2 separate regions of the Salmo salar genome follow, and region 1 is linked to region 2. A link is a contact called in public Hi-C data. All regions are on one chromosome and are shown on one strand. The core of a region is the stretch at or near the end of the contact, and the rest is flanking DNA. Distances in the headings are between cores, read along the strand shown.

Region 1 (6,622 bases), core at 2,168-4,667, 280 kb after region 2:
AAGAAGCCCAAACAGATATAAATGTTTGACTTAAACATAATCATTTCACATGTCTCTCTATTATGCGTGGGAATACTTGGGAACAGATTTCTTAAATTTAAATCACTTGGAGCTGATTTCCTGGTGTTTCTAGTCTTTTATGTCCTACAATTAAAATCTCAGAAAACTTGAGGGGACAAATAAAACCACCCAAGGGCCAGTTGGGGAAACCTGACTTAGAGTATACAATATGTATGCACAAATGTTTCCATGAACATGAATAGCCTAACCTGCTTTTCATCTTCTGCCCTAAGGGTCCCAAATGAAATATAAATACAACAGATTCACAAAGCTGGAATTAGCTTTTGGGGCCTGAGCATGTCTACTCTGCACTGTAGATTACAGACTGCAATGTGAACAGAAGTTTACTCTGGTTGAAATCAGAGCAAGGCAATCTAAATATGGAAATAATCCGATAAAATAAGTGTTGCTTAAACTTTCCAAACTCAGACTGAGTGGTCAGGGGGGCTAAATATAAACCCTGTGGTCCCTCCTGTATGACCACTGCAACAGTCAGAGCAACTCCCTAGCTAACCCTTTCTCTAGCAGTCTGTCCTTTCTTATGAGAGAAAGAGAGGATGAGCCTTGTGAGGACAAGATGCTAAAGAAATGTAGAGTTATAATTCTAGAGGGCATCCATAACTGAGTGACATAACTTCCAAAATGTCTTCCTGGGTGCAAAATGTCTGAGTCTCACTTTTCTCAGGACCAAACTGCTCAGAGGTTTCTCCTCTCCACATTGTAACTCAATCTCAATACATCTCATACTCCTCAAAGGCGTCACTTGCAGTGTTCTCTGTGAATGAAATAAAATGGACATAAAGGGAACCACAAATAAACACCACAGCACCGCTTCAATAGGACCACATAGGAGCTCGGACCCAGCCGAGCCATGTAAGTCAATTCTGTGTTGTTTATCGCCCTTAGGTTTCATTTATCAGAGTGCTCAATAGCCCTGTGAGCCAGAGAGGGGCCATGGATCCCTATGGGCTGGGGGCCAATGCGGCGGGGCCTGATACTCTGTGTTTACAGTCCACAGGGAGATGGAGGAATGGCGGTGTCCTCTTCCGCACCATCAGTACTTGTTAATGCCAAAGATCCGAACTCCGTGAAGCTGGGGGAGCTTGGGAATGAGCACGGTCATCAGGGAGACCGTGTTGACCACAAAGTGGGCCCGGTCATACTTGGTGTAGAAGCTGGTGAGGATATAGCTAGGGGGAGAGGGGAATAGTATGAGGAAGAGAAAGAAAGGGTAGGTCAGAGAAAGACTGGAGCTGGGTGAAGGAGGTCATTTAAAAAAGGTATTGTCTGGACAACTACAGGTATCTGTTTTTTTGGTCGACAGTTACGTCTTTCCAATTCACAATGCCACATGTGAACATGTCAACTGTTGTGGAGGACTTTTGAAGATCAAAGTGACAAGGACTAAAATAAAAATTTAATGTAAAATGTAAGAGGACGTATCTGCAAATAGATCCATCATGGTTCATTGACCAAGCATTAGTGACAAACCATCTGTCAGCAGTGTCTCTAAATAGAGCCTTCCGCTGACAGCAGGCACCACAGCAGCCCAGACTCCCCACTGCCCAAAGACTGGCTGGACAAGGCTGCTGAAGTCATTAACAAGGACAGTGAGAAAAAAAAACGTACGTAAAAATATAGGCTAATGCTTCACTTCACAGTCCTATCACTACAAAAATACCATTGCAACACGTTGCATTAAATTATACTTTATAAAGGACTATTAGTAGTAAATAGACTATTATTTTATAAATAGTCTATAAAGCATAAGGTAGTGTCGATGTCCTTACAGGACGATAGGAGTGATGGTGAGGAACTTGCGTGAGGCAGTGAACTGTACACCATAGTCCATCTGCTCCCAGTATGTGTAGAAGCGAGCCTTGCTCTGGTCCGGAGTCTCAAACGGGGTTCCTTTCACCAAGTGTAACAACAGGTACATGCACTGCAACACACACACCACAGAATAGTCAGTCAGGAAAGCTGTTATATAAAACATTGTACGGGCAAAAGTGATACTGTGAAATTGTCAGCAGCCTAGAACCGCAAATCGATTTAGTTTGGAAAAGGATGTGGAAGCTGATCTGTTCTGTGACTTTTTATAGCAATGAAAATGCCACAAAAAGAGACAAACGTTCCAGACTGCCCCATGGCCTATTGCTTTTATTCACTGTCACTCAGCACACTCCTAGTGACAGTGCAGACTGCAGAGTAGTTTGCTTATGGAGACTACCATTGTGTGCAATAACAGTGACTGGACCATCCACCTACAGTACTTATGTTATACAGTCGGTGAGATGCACTGGTGCCCCAAGGCATAGCCTACTAAGGTGCCTACTACCCACCAGGTTGTGTATGAGGTTGGTGAGGGTCCAGACCACGGGCACACTGGCGAAGGGGATGCTGAGCAGGATGACATGCAGCAGGCCGATGCCCAGGAGGTAGGAGAGCCAGATGCCCCGGCTGTTCATTACCCGCGTGTTGGGGTTCACCTCGCTGTGTGCCGTGCCCACGTTCATGATGTCACGTTACCACGCTCCTCGTCTGCTCGGGGTCAACACTGAGTGGTGGGAACAGAAGGGTGTGTGTAATTCCTTAGGTATGCCAGCAATTACAAATGATGCAAGCAATGCGACTAAGCTACAGCTTGACTATTCCATCCATGCACTGTTCATTATTAGACCCTATTGGGAGGGGGTGGAGTCCCGAGATAGGCTAAATTTAGTTGGAATGTGGTGCTGAACTAGGTTTTGTGTAACTTTGGGGAGGGGGAGTCTTGCAGAAATGTAGCAGAAAATAGATTCGTTTTGGTCACACAGTATACAAAATGGGATACTCTTTAAGCACCAAAAATAGTAATTAAATAGCTATGAGAATTACAACACAGTCATGACCCAGCATGTAGTGCAGGCTGATTCAACTCACATTCTTTCAATTCTTCTAGAACTTTCCATTATTCAATTGAAATATGACATTATGATCTACGATATTGCATCATGCACTAGGACTACTGTATTCCAATATCAATAATAAGTAAATAAAGTAGCCAAATCAAACAAGATAATACTTACAGGAGAAAATGGCTTCAATCGCACTTTCAGCTTCAGTCCGTTATATCGCTGTTTTCCTCTTATTCACTATCGCCTTCTCTGGTTAGGTAATTGGCATCAATAGGTCAGACTGCCATATCGTTTCGACTAGTCATTCTTTCAAATACCTTCGTATTGCTTTCTTATGCAATGTTATTCAAGTATCCTTCAGTTTATAGTCCGATATTCAGGCTAAACAGTTCCACTTCCACTCCCAGCCAGCAATTCATGTAGAACGTCATCATTTTCAGAGCTCCACATTTGGATGTTGTTTTATTTTTTTTATCGCACTTAGCACTGATTGGTGTATTTACATCACATGGGTAAAATTGACCAATTCAAATGGAATGCGTTGAAACGTTGGGGAAACGCCCCCCTGCAACGTCACAGGAACAGGAGGGCGAGGGCGAGGGCACTTTTCATGGGTGCTGAACAGCACATTTTGAAAATAAGTGTTACATTTCAAGCATTATAAATTACTATTATCAGTCGGTCAACCTTTGATATCAAAACGAATGGTAGAGCTTGATTTTTACTGTACAAAAATCATCAAGTATTCACTGATAAATTACATAGTAAATGATCATTACACAGTAATAACCATTTCATATATTGTTTTTTATGTATTATTTCTTACATTGTTAGCCCAGAAAATCTTAAGTGTTATTACATAGTCAGGACTTTTTTTACAAGCATTTCGCTACACCACAAGCATTTCCTTAAACTTAATTAGCATCTTCAGTGCCCGGGGAACAGTGGATTAATTGCCTTGCTCAAGGGCAGAACGACAGATTTTTACCTCTGCTAACCATGTGTATGTGACCAATAAAATTTGATTTGATTTTGATTTGGTAAGCTACCAAGATAGTTACCAATTGAGTTAAATTCTTTGATGTAAGAAAAGTAGGCCTACCTAGCATGTCACCAAGTACACTACATGACCAATAGTATGTGGACACCTGGTCGTTGAACATCTCATTCCAAAATCATGGGCATTAATATGGAGTTGGTCCCTCCTTTGCTGCTATAACAGCCTCCACTATTCTAGGAAGGCTTTCCACCAAGATGTTGGAACATTGCTGTGGGGACTTGCTTCCAGTCAGCCACAAGATCATTAGTGAGGTTGGGCATCCCAAAGGTGTTTGATGAGGTCAGGGCTCTGTGCAGGACAGTCAAGTTCTTCCACACCAATCATGACAAACAATTTCTGTATGGACCTCACTTTGTGCACGGGGGCATTTTCATGCTGAAACAGGAAAGGACCTTGCCCAAACTGTTGCCACAAAATTGGAAGCACAGAATCGTCTAAAATGTAATTGTATTCTGTAGCGTTACCATTTCCCTTCACTGGAACTAAGGGGCCTAGTCCGAACCATGAAAAACAGCCCCAGACCATTATTCCTCCTCCACCAAACTTCACAGTTGGCACTATGCATTGGAGAAGATAGCGTTCTCCTGGCATCCGCCAAACCCAGATTAGTCCGTCGGACTGCCAGATGGTGAAGCGTGATTCATCACTCCAGAGAACGCGTTTCCACTGCTCCAGATTTCAATGGTGGCAAGCTTTACACCACTCCAGCCGATCTTGGCATTGTGCATTGTGATCTTAGGCTTGTTTGCAGCTGCTCGGCCATGAAAACCCATTTCATGAAGCGCTCGATGAACAGTTCTTGTGCTGACGTTGCTTCCAGAGGCAGTTTGGAAGTAGGTAGTGAGTGTTGCAACCGAGGACAGACGATTTTTATGCACTATGCGCTTCAGCACTCAGCGGTCCCGCTCTGTGAGCTTGTGTGGCCTACCACTTTGCAGCTGTTGCTCAGAGACGTTTCAACTTCACAATAACAGCACTTACAGTTGACCGGGGAAGCTCTAGTAGGGCAGAAATTCGACAGACGTGTTGGAAAGGTGGCATCCTATGATGGTAAGTCACTGAGCTCTTCAGTAGGCCATTCTACTGCCAATGTTTGTCTATGGAGATTGCATGGCTGTGTGCTCGAGTTTATACACCTGTCAGCAATGGGTGTGGCTGAAATAGCCAAATCCACTAGTTTGAAGGGGTGTCCACATACTTTTGTATATAAAGTGTATAATATGTAGCCTACATGTGTAACTCCCTTTTCATATTGATATTAAATAGATAGATCAATACTAATGGAAAAAGTAGGCCAACGATAAAATAAAGTGCTACAAAATAGATATTTTTGCCAAATTTGCACCATTTGATCAAAACAAATAGTCTAGCTCTTTAGAGAACTCTGGCATCCTTTCAATCATAATTTGATATTTGTGCACAAAAGAAGGCCATTGACTCCTATATGTGGTGGGACAGTGGAGGCTCCTCTAGGCTAGAAGCAGTGAGAATGATTGACGAGATTTGATGCCTGAGACTCCCAAATCAAAGAAGATCAAGAGTGTCATGTTCTAGATCCCCAGCTAAGTCCAAACACTAATTTAGGGAACACCGTTCCCTAAAGCTGAGGGGGTCAGCTATGTTCCATTTAACTGGGTGGTTATGTGATACCCACTGTTTTCTAAGGATACCCCAGAATTGAGTGGCATTAAACAGGTTTGGCCAGCTGACAAGGTATTATCTCATGGTCATAGCTCTGGGTGGTGTGTTAGAGATGTAAACTTAGATCTACCGTCACATGCATATTACAGAACAAGGCTCTGAGATCACAGCTGGCATTTGAAACAATGAGAAAAACCATAACACCGCTGTCAAGTCATGGCCATATCAAGTCCTATCAAGTCATGGCCATATCATAATATCTATACTTTTGTCATGGTTATCAAAGCTAAGTAAATTATAATATATATTTTGGGGGGTACTTTTTATCCCCTTTTTGTGATATCCAATTGGTAGTTAAAGTCTTGTCCCATCGCTGCGACTCCCGTACGGACTCGGGAGAGGCAAATGTCAAGGGCCATGCGTCAACTGACACAGTGCTCGCTTAACCCGGGAGCCAGCTGCACAACTGGCAACAGTATTCAGCTTGCAGGTGCCCAGCCCACCACAAGGAGTCATTAGAGCACGATGGGACAAGGACATTATTTACTGCTGCTCTTTAATTATTTGTTATTCTTATCTCTTACTTTTTTGGGGGGTATTTTCTTGATTAAAACTGCATTGTTGGTTAAGGGCTTGTAAGTAAGCATTTCACTGTAAGGTCGGCCAAACCCTCCCCTAACCCAGTCGACGCTGGGCCAATTGTGCGCCGCCTCATGGGTCTCCCGGTCATGGCCGGCTGTCATACAGCCTGGGATCGAACCCGGGTCTGTAGTGATGCCTCAAGCACTGCGATGCAATGCCTTAGACCGCTGCACCACTCGGGAGGCTCCTAAGTACGTTGTTGAGACATGTTCTTTTTTGTACATTTTTAAAGCTCACCCTGAAGTGTTCTGGCAACATCACAAACATAGGCTAGAATTCTTTTTCAGAAAGGGCGTATTCAATATATATTTTCAATGCCTGG
Region 2 (6,391 bases), core at 369-2,868:
TGTTGATTTTGAAAGAAAAGCACGTTTTCTGTCCATTAAAATAACATCAAATTGTTCAGAAACACAGTGTAGACATCGTTAATGTTGTAAAAGACTATTGTAGCTGGAAACGGCTGATTTTTTATGGAATATCTACATAGACGTACAGAGGCCCATTATCAGCAACCATCACTCCTGTGTTCCAATGGCAAAATGGTTTTCTAATGATCAATTAGCCTTTTAAAAATGATAAACTTGGATTAGCTAACAACGTGCCATTGGAACACAGGAGTGATGGTTGCTGATAATGGGCCGCTGTACGCCTATGTAGATATTCCATTAAAAATCCGCTGTTTCCAGGTACAATAGTCATTTACAACATTAACAAGGTTTACACTGAATTTCTGATCAATTTGATGTTATTTTAATGGACAATTTTTAGCTTTTCTTTCAAAAACAAGGACATTTCTAAGTGGCCCCAAACTTTTGAACGGTAGTGTATATCATTTGTATGGCAGAAGTATATCATGAGTAAGCATATTATTTGTATCTATATCTTATTACTTGCAAACTTTGCCATGAAATGAGCAGCAGCTGTACAGAACCATCACTAGACCGGCACAGATGGCACATTCCTTACTTGCTAGATGCGCAATTAAAGGGCCAGATGCTCAATTAAAGTGGAATTACAAACAAAAATCTGACCTAAAACATTACTTAAGCATTGATATGGACTCAGAACATTCAATGTTCTTGATTCTCAATTGTACTTCTGAGATTTAAATAAAAAAAACGAATCGCAGATTTTGTAGAGTTGTTTATTAACCATTCATTTACCAGGTATATTGACAGAAAACATAGTGCACTACCTTCTCTTGTATACTAAGGACCAGGGGAGAGAAGAATGTGTCGATTTGAAAGCTGGAGAAAAAAATGAGTACCTCTCATTGTTGAAAAGGTTGGAGACCCCTGCTCTAGATAGCTACAGTACTGTTGTATCGCAGTAGATAGGACGTCTGTACTTACTGTGAATTCTGCTCCATTTTTCAGCAGAAGTGATTTGAAGCCATCAAACGTTGGTTGCTTTTCAGCAAGGCTGATGACAAACTCAGCTGTAAACCAGCAAAGAAAATAACCACATTAGCCAAGTAACGTTAACTAGTCCTAAACATTTCGAGTGTAGCTTTGATTTGCTCGCTAAGATGGCTACTATAGCATGTCAGCTAGGGGCAGCGAGAAAGTTCGCATCGTTGTTAGTAACGTTAGCTGACTAAACTCAACTCCACGGTTTACTAGTTAGTTAGTTAACTTAGCTACGCTGGTGAAATCATTAGCTAGTTTAATAGCTAGCTGGTTTACCCGGGCAGATAACAACCTGACTGGACAGATGATCTCGAGTTGCTGCTAGCTAACGCGTGTAGCTAACGCATGTATTGCCAACAAACACATTTTATATTGAAAGTTCACTTTCAGTTTTACATACCTAGATCTTTATCACTTATCCCCAAATGGTTGTCGAGTTCTGTGCACACTTTGGATACCAACGAGAGGTATTCCAGTTGTTCTAGCTCGTTATCGCCGATGTGTGACATTATCCAAGAGACTGTTTTGTGTTCAGAAGAAAACAGCAAGCATTCATTTTTTTTGGTAAGTGTCTCGTCAGCAACACTAAAAAAGTACTTCCGGGTCACTGACGTTTGGAATGTGCCAAATAAAAGTCCCCAATACTTCTCTGAACATGAACAATTATTCATATTTGCTCATATTTAAGTGACATTTGATTTAAATGGGGGTTTTAAAACATGCCCCAAGGTCAAATAAATGCCTCCAATGCAAATAACTGTGCATGAAATATAATAATATATTGTATTCCCTACAAACCTTTTACATAGCCACCTAGAATAGTTTTTGCTCTATTAGGCAAAATGTATTCCATGATTTGGTGGAGTAAAAAGCCAGCAACACTCCATTCAGTGCCCCATGAAATGACACCATAGATGGATTCTACAGACCCTACTGAGTATTCCCTACAATACTTTTATTGCGGCACCTATAATCGTTTTTTAAATGATTATAAGCCCATATGTAATGCATATACAATGATTTGCATTGTACCATATTGTCCAGGCACCCCACTGTAAGCTGTTAGACCACAGTAAAAGTCCTGCAACACTTCCTATGACTTAACTTTTTGTTCAAACTCTTGTATTCTAGGGACTTTAGTGAGTAGACTGGACTCTGGTATTATGGACAAAAAATCTATTGTTTTTCCTGTACAGTGCAAGTTGTTTGTGCAATACAACCAAAATACAATTCTCTTTAATTTACATTTTCCCCCCATGTAGTTATAATTTTTAAAACATAATTTTAACATTATCCTCTGTGCAAAGCTGCAAAAAAGATCGATTTTGTATCATATGCATAGCCTTTTACCGTGGACTTTTATTTTGAAGGCAAAATCCGATAACCAGAAGTCTTAGTGTGGATAGCTGGTGCTGCTGCCAAGCGGCTGTTACTTTTTTTGATGATGGAGTATGACACCATTTCCGATTCTGCCGGAAATGACTATGTGAAGTGTAGTTCTTCAATTTTGTCGCCTGGTGGTGGTAAAACCATTCCCGAGCTGACAGGTAACATTGTCTCCAAGGCTGCGTGCCGCCCCCAAGACCAGAACCAATCGCATGCAAGGAACAACGAGCCATCGAGCCAAGTTCAAATCCAGAAAGCTGAAGCATAGAGTAAAACATGTAATATAGCTAGCATCTTTAAAATTAAGTCAACTTTATACTGATATTACACTGATTGCTTGTTTGCTAGCTTGCTAGCAGAGCTGCAAAGCAAGATCACTTGCCTAGCTAGTCTTGTGAGCTAGCAGTTAGCTAGCTAGTCTTGTTAGTTAGCTACTGTAGCTAGCAAGCTAGCTAGTTATTTTTGCTGGTTGTGAGCTTGCATAACTGATATGTGTATAATTATAATGTGCACTCCCTGTTTTATGGGTAATATTTACATTTACAGAACTCCATTCCTGGCAGGCTAATTAGATTAGCTTTCAGCATCAGAGCTTGAGCAAACTCAATAGCAGCTTTAGAGGCTGATAAGTCACAATGCTGCCTTGTAGGCTGTTTCATGGGAAAAGCTCCTTGCAGGCATATTAGCCGTTAAAGTGCCTTATAGGCTGATGCCTATGATCCAGTGGGTAAGCTCTATGCCTGCCAGGCTGATCAGATGCAATAGCAGCCTGAGAGACTCATAAGTTAGGATGCTGCCTTGTTGGCTGTTTCATGAGCATATTTTTTGCCCATCATTCTGAATGGGGTCAGCACTGCTACCTGACCTTAATTGTAGTCATTCTTCAATTGGTGATTGGATGTACTACTTCAAATCAAATCAGATTTTATTTGTCACATACACATGGTTAGCAGATGTTATTGCGAGTGAAATGAAATGCATGTGCTTCTACTTCCAACAGTGCAGCAATATCAACAAGTTATCTAACAATTCCACAACTACCTTATACACACAAATCTAAGTAAAGGAATGGAATAAGATCTGCACGAAACAAAGAATCAAGATGTTTATCTGTCTCTCTGTGACCGCCAATAACATCACAACGAAGTTGACTACAAATACAAAGTTGCCAATGTCTTTTCAATTGCTAAACAAGCGAAGGATAAATTAAATGCTAAATGAATGCTTAAAATGGAAACAGAGATGACTGCATTAAAATATAAATAGCCTACAGTATAGGCTACACATACAGTAGGCCTATATAATTAAATATTATTGAAATCAACGACGCATGTGACATCAGTAAGGGATCATAGCTTTCACCTGGATTCACCTGATCAGTCTACGTCATGGAAAGGGCAGCTGTCCTTAATGTGTTGTACACTCAGTGCGTGTGCTATTTGCTACGCAAACTTTCTCTCTGCGTGGTGTTTTGGGAAACGTATGTATTTCATTGGCCGTTGTAGGAAAGACGCATCATTAAAACACTCTTAGGCCTAAGTGCCATTGCTATCGGGAAACCGGGCCTTGAGCAGTTTATTTTTAAGTGAACATTCCTGGCATGGTTTTTGACCATTATTTTTTATTAAACAAAATACAGACAATAACAACAATGACAAGACAACCCTATCTGACCACCTCTCTTCTAGAAGCATGAAATAAATCTGTACTAGAATCCTACAGTGCATTCGGAATGTATTCAGACCCCATGACTTTTTCCACATTTTATTAGATTACAGCCTTATTCTAAAGTGGATTAAATAAAAATCTACACACAATACCCCATAATGACAAAGTGAAAACAGGTTTTTAAAAATACAGAAATACCTTATTTACATAAGTATTCAGACCCTTTGCTATGAGACTCGAAATTGAGCTCAGGTGCATCCTGTTTCCATTGATCATCCTTGAGGTGTTTCTACAACTTGATTGGAGTCAACCTGTGGCAAATTCAATTGATTGGACATGATTTGGAAAGGCACACAGCTGTCTATATAAGGTCCCACAGTTGACAGTTCATGTCAGAGCAAAATCCAAGCCATGAGATTGAAGGAATTGTCTGTAGAGCTCCAAGACAGGATTCTGTCGAGCTACAGATCTGGGGAAGGGTACCAAACCATTTCTGCAGCATTGAAGGTCCCGAAGAACACAGTGGCCTCCATCATTCTTAAATGGAAGAAGTTTGGAACCACCAAGACTCTTCCTAGAGCTGGCCGCCCAGCCAAACTGAGCAATTGGGGGAGAAGGGCCTTGGTCAGTGAGGTGACCAAGAACCTGATGGTCACTCTAACAGAGCTACAGAGTTCCTCTGTGGAGATGAGAGAACCTTCCAGAACGACAACCAACTCTACAGCACTCCACAAATCAGGCCTTTATGGTAGATTGGCCAGACTGAACCACTCAGTAAAAGGCACATGACAGCCTACTTGGAGTTTGCCAAAAGGCATCTAAAGGACTCTCAGACCATGAGAAACAAGATTCTCTGGTCTGATGAAACCACGATTGAACTCATTATCCTGAATGCCAAGCGTCACATCTGGGGGAAACCTGGCACCATCCCTACGGTGAAGCATGGTGGTGGCAGCATCATGCTGTGGGGATGTTTTTCCATCGGCAGGGATTGGGAGACTAATCAGGATTGAGGGAAAGAAGAAAGAAACAAAGTACAGAGAGATCCTTGATGAAAACCTGCTCCAGAGTGCTCAGGACCTCAGACTGGGGCGAAGGTTCACCTTCCAAGAGGACAACGACCCTAAGCACACAGCCAAGACAATGCAGGAGTTGCTTCGGGACAAGTCTCTGAATGTCCTTGAGTGGCCCAGCCAGAGCCTTGACATGAACCCAATGGAACATCTCTGGAGAGATCCGGAAATAGCTGTGCAGCAACGCTCCCTATCCAACCTGACAGAGCTTGAGAGGATCTGCAGAGAAGAATGGGAGAAACTTCCCAAATACAGGTGTGCCAAGCTTCCAAAGGTGCTTCAACAAAGTATTGAGTAAAGGGTCTGAATACTTATGTAAACGTGATATTTCCTTTTTTTTTTTTTTTTAAATACATTTGCACACATTTCTGAAAACCTGTTTTTGCTTTATCATTATGGGGTACCGTGTGTAGATTGAGGGGGGAAACGATTTAATACATTTTAGAATAAGGCTGTAACGTAACAAAATGTGGAGAAAGTCAAGGGGTCTGAATACTTTCTGAATTCACCATGTCATTTTAAGACACAAAAACCTTTTATGTTATACTTTTGTTCTATTATATTAACAGTGAAATATAAAAAATAAGTGTCTTATGATAAAAAAAAAGGTTGTCAAATGAATTCCAAACTAACCGAACATAGTTCACATCTTAATCATATCTAATAACTCGTTCTTCCCATTCACAATTAGAGACATCAGATTTCCTCATCAACATCCTCCCTTAATCAACAGTTGACTAGACTAGACTGGTTCAAGTAAAATAAACGCTTTTAAGAAATGAAAACAAAATCTCCATATGCTTGAGTTGTAGGTAGACTGGACTCCTGTAGAAGTCCTTTAGAATTCTGGATCCCCAGGCTCAGGGCAGTAGAGGATCTCTAGCTTTGGGTATGGAGTGACTGAAGGGACAAAATGCACAGTTACACCCAGGAGGAGAGAAATGGGACACACAGATCATATACAGCAAAACCTCAATAATACTATATTGTCTTCTTTTCAAGAAAGACACAATATGCAAGTGTTTACTATGCATGCAGTCTGTCCATTCTAATCTTCATAAAGGCCATATAGGCAACTAAGACAAGAGGTTGAGAAGAGACAAACACAACAGCATAGAACAGAGCAGTGAGACATACAATAAATGGGGAGAGAGAATGGAAATAGATACCATAATCTGGTAAGGGACAGATTTAAATTTACT

What was found. A called contact is a pair of places that touch in the nucleus more often than the background predicts.
Region 1: a contact with region 2 is called in a Hi-C map of gill, with 6 times the contacts expected there. The contact joins the promoter of LOC106579326 here to the promoter of dhx8 in region 2. A contact is called at or near these places in 3 of 3 Hi-C or Micro-C datasets (blood, gill and muscle).

The regions. Positions count from the first base shown.
Region 1 is chrssa19:54,114,073-54,120,694 of Ssal_v3.1, forward strand. LOC106579326 (ORM1-like protein 3) reads right to left here and starts at 3,418. Exons shown (of 4, transcript XM_014159146.2): 1 at 3,129-3,418; 2 at 2,403-2,617; 3 at 1,851-2,002; 4 at 1-1,250. The coding sequence starts at 2,576. The coding sequence ends at 1,115.
Region 2 is chrssa19:53,840,061-53,846,451 of Ssal_v3.1, forward strand. dhx8 (DEAH (Asp-Glu-Ala-His) box polypeptide 8) reads right to left here and starts at 1,619. Exons shown (of 7, transcript NM_001140689.1): 1 at 1,611-1,619; 2 at 1,463-1,609; 3 at 1,006-1,091. The coding sequence starts at 1,614.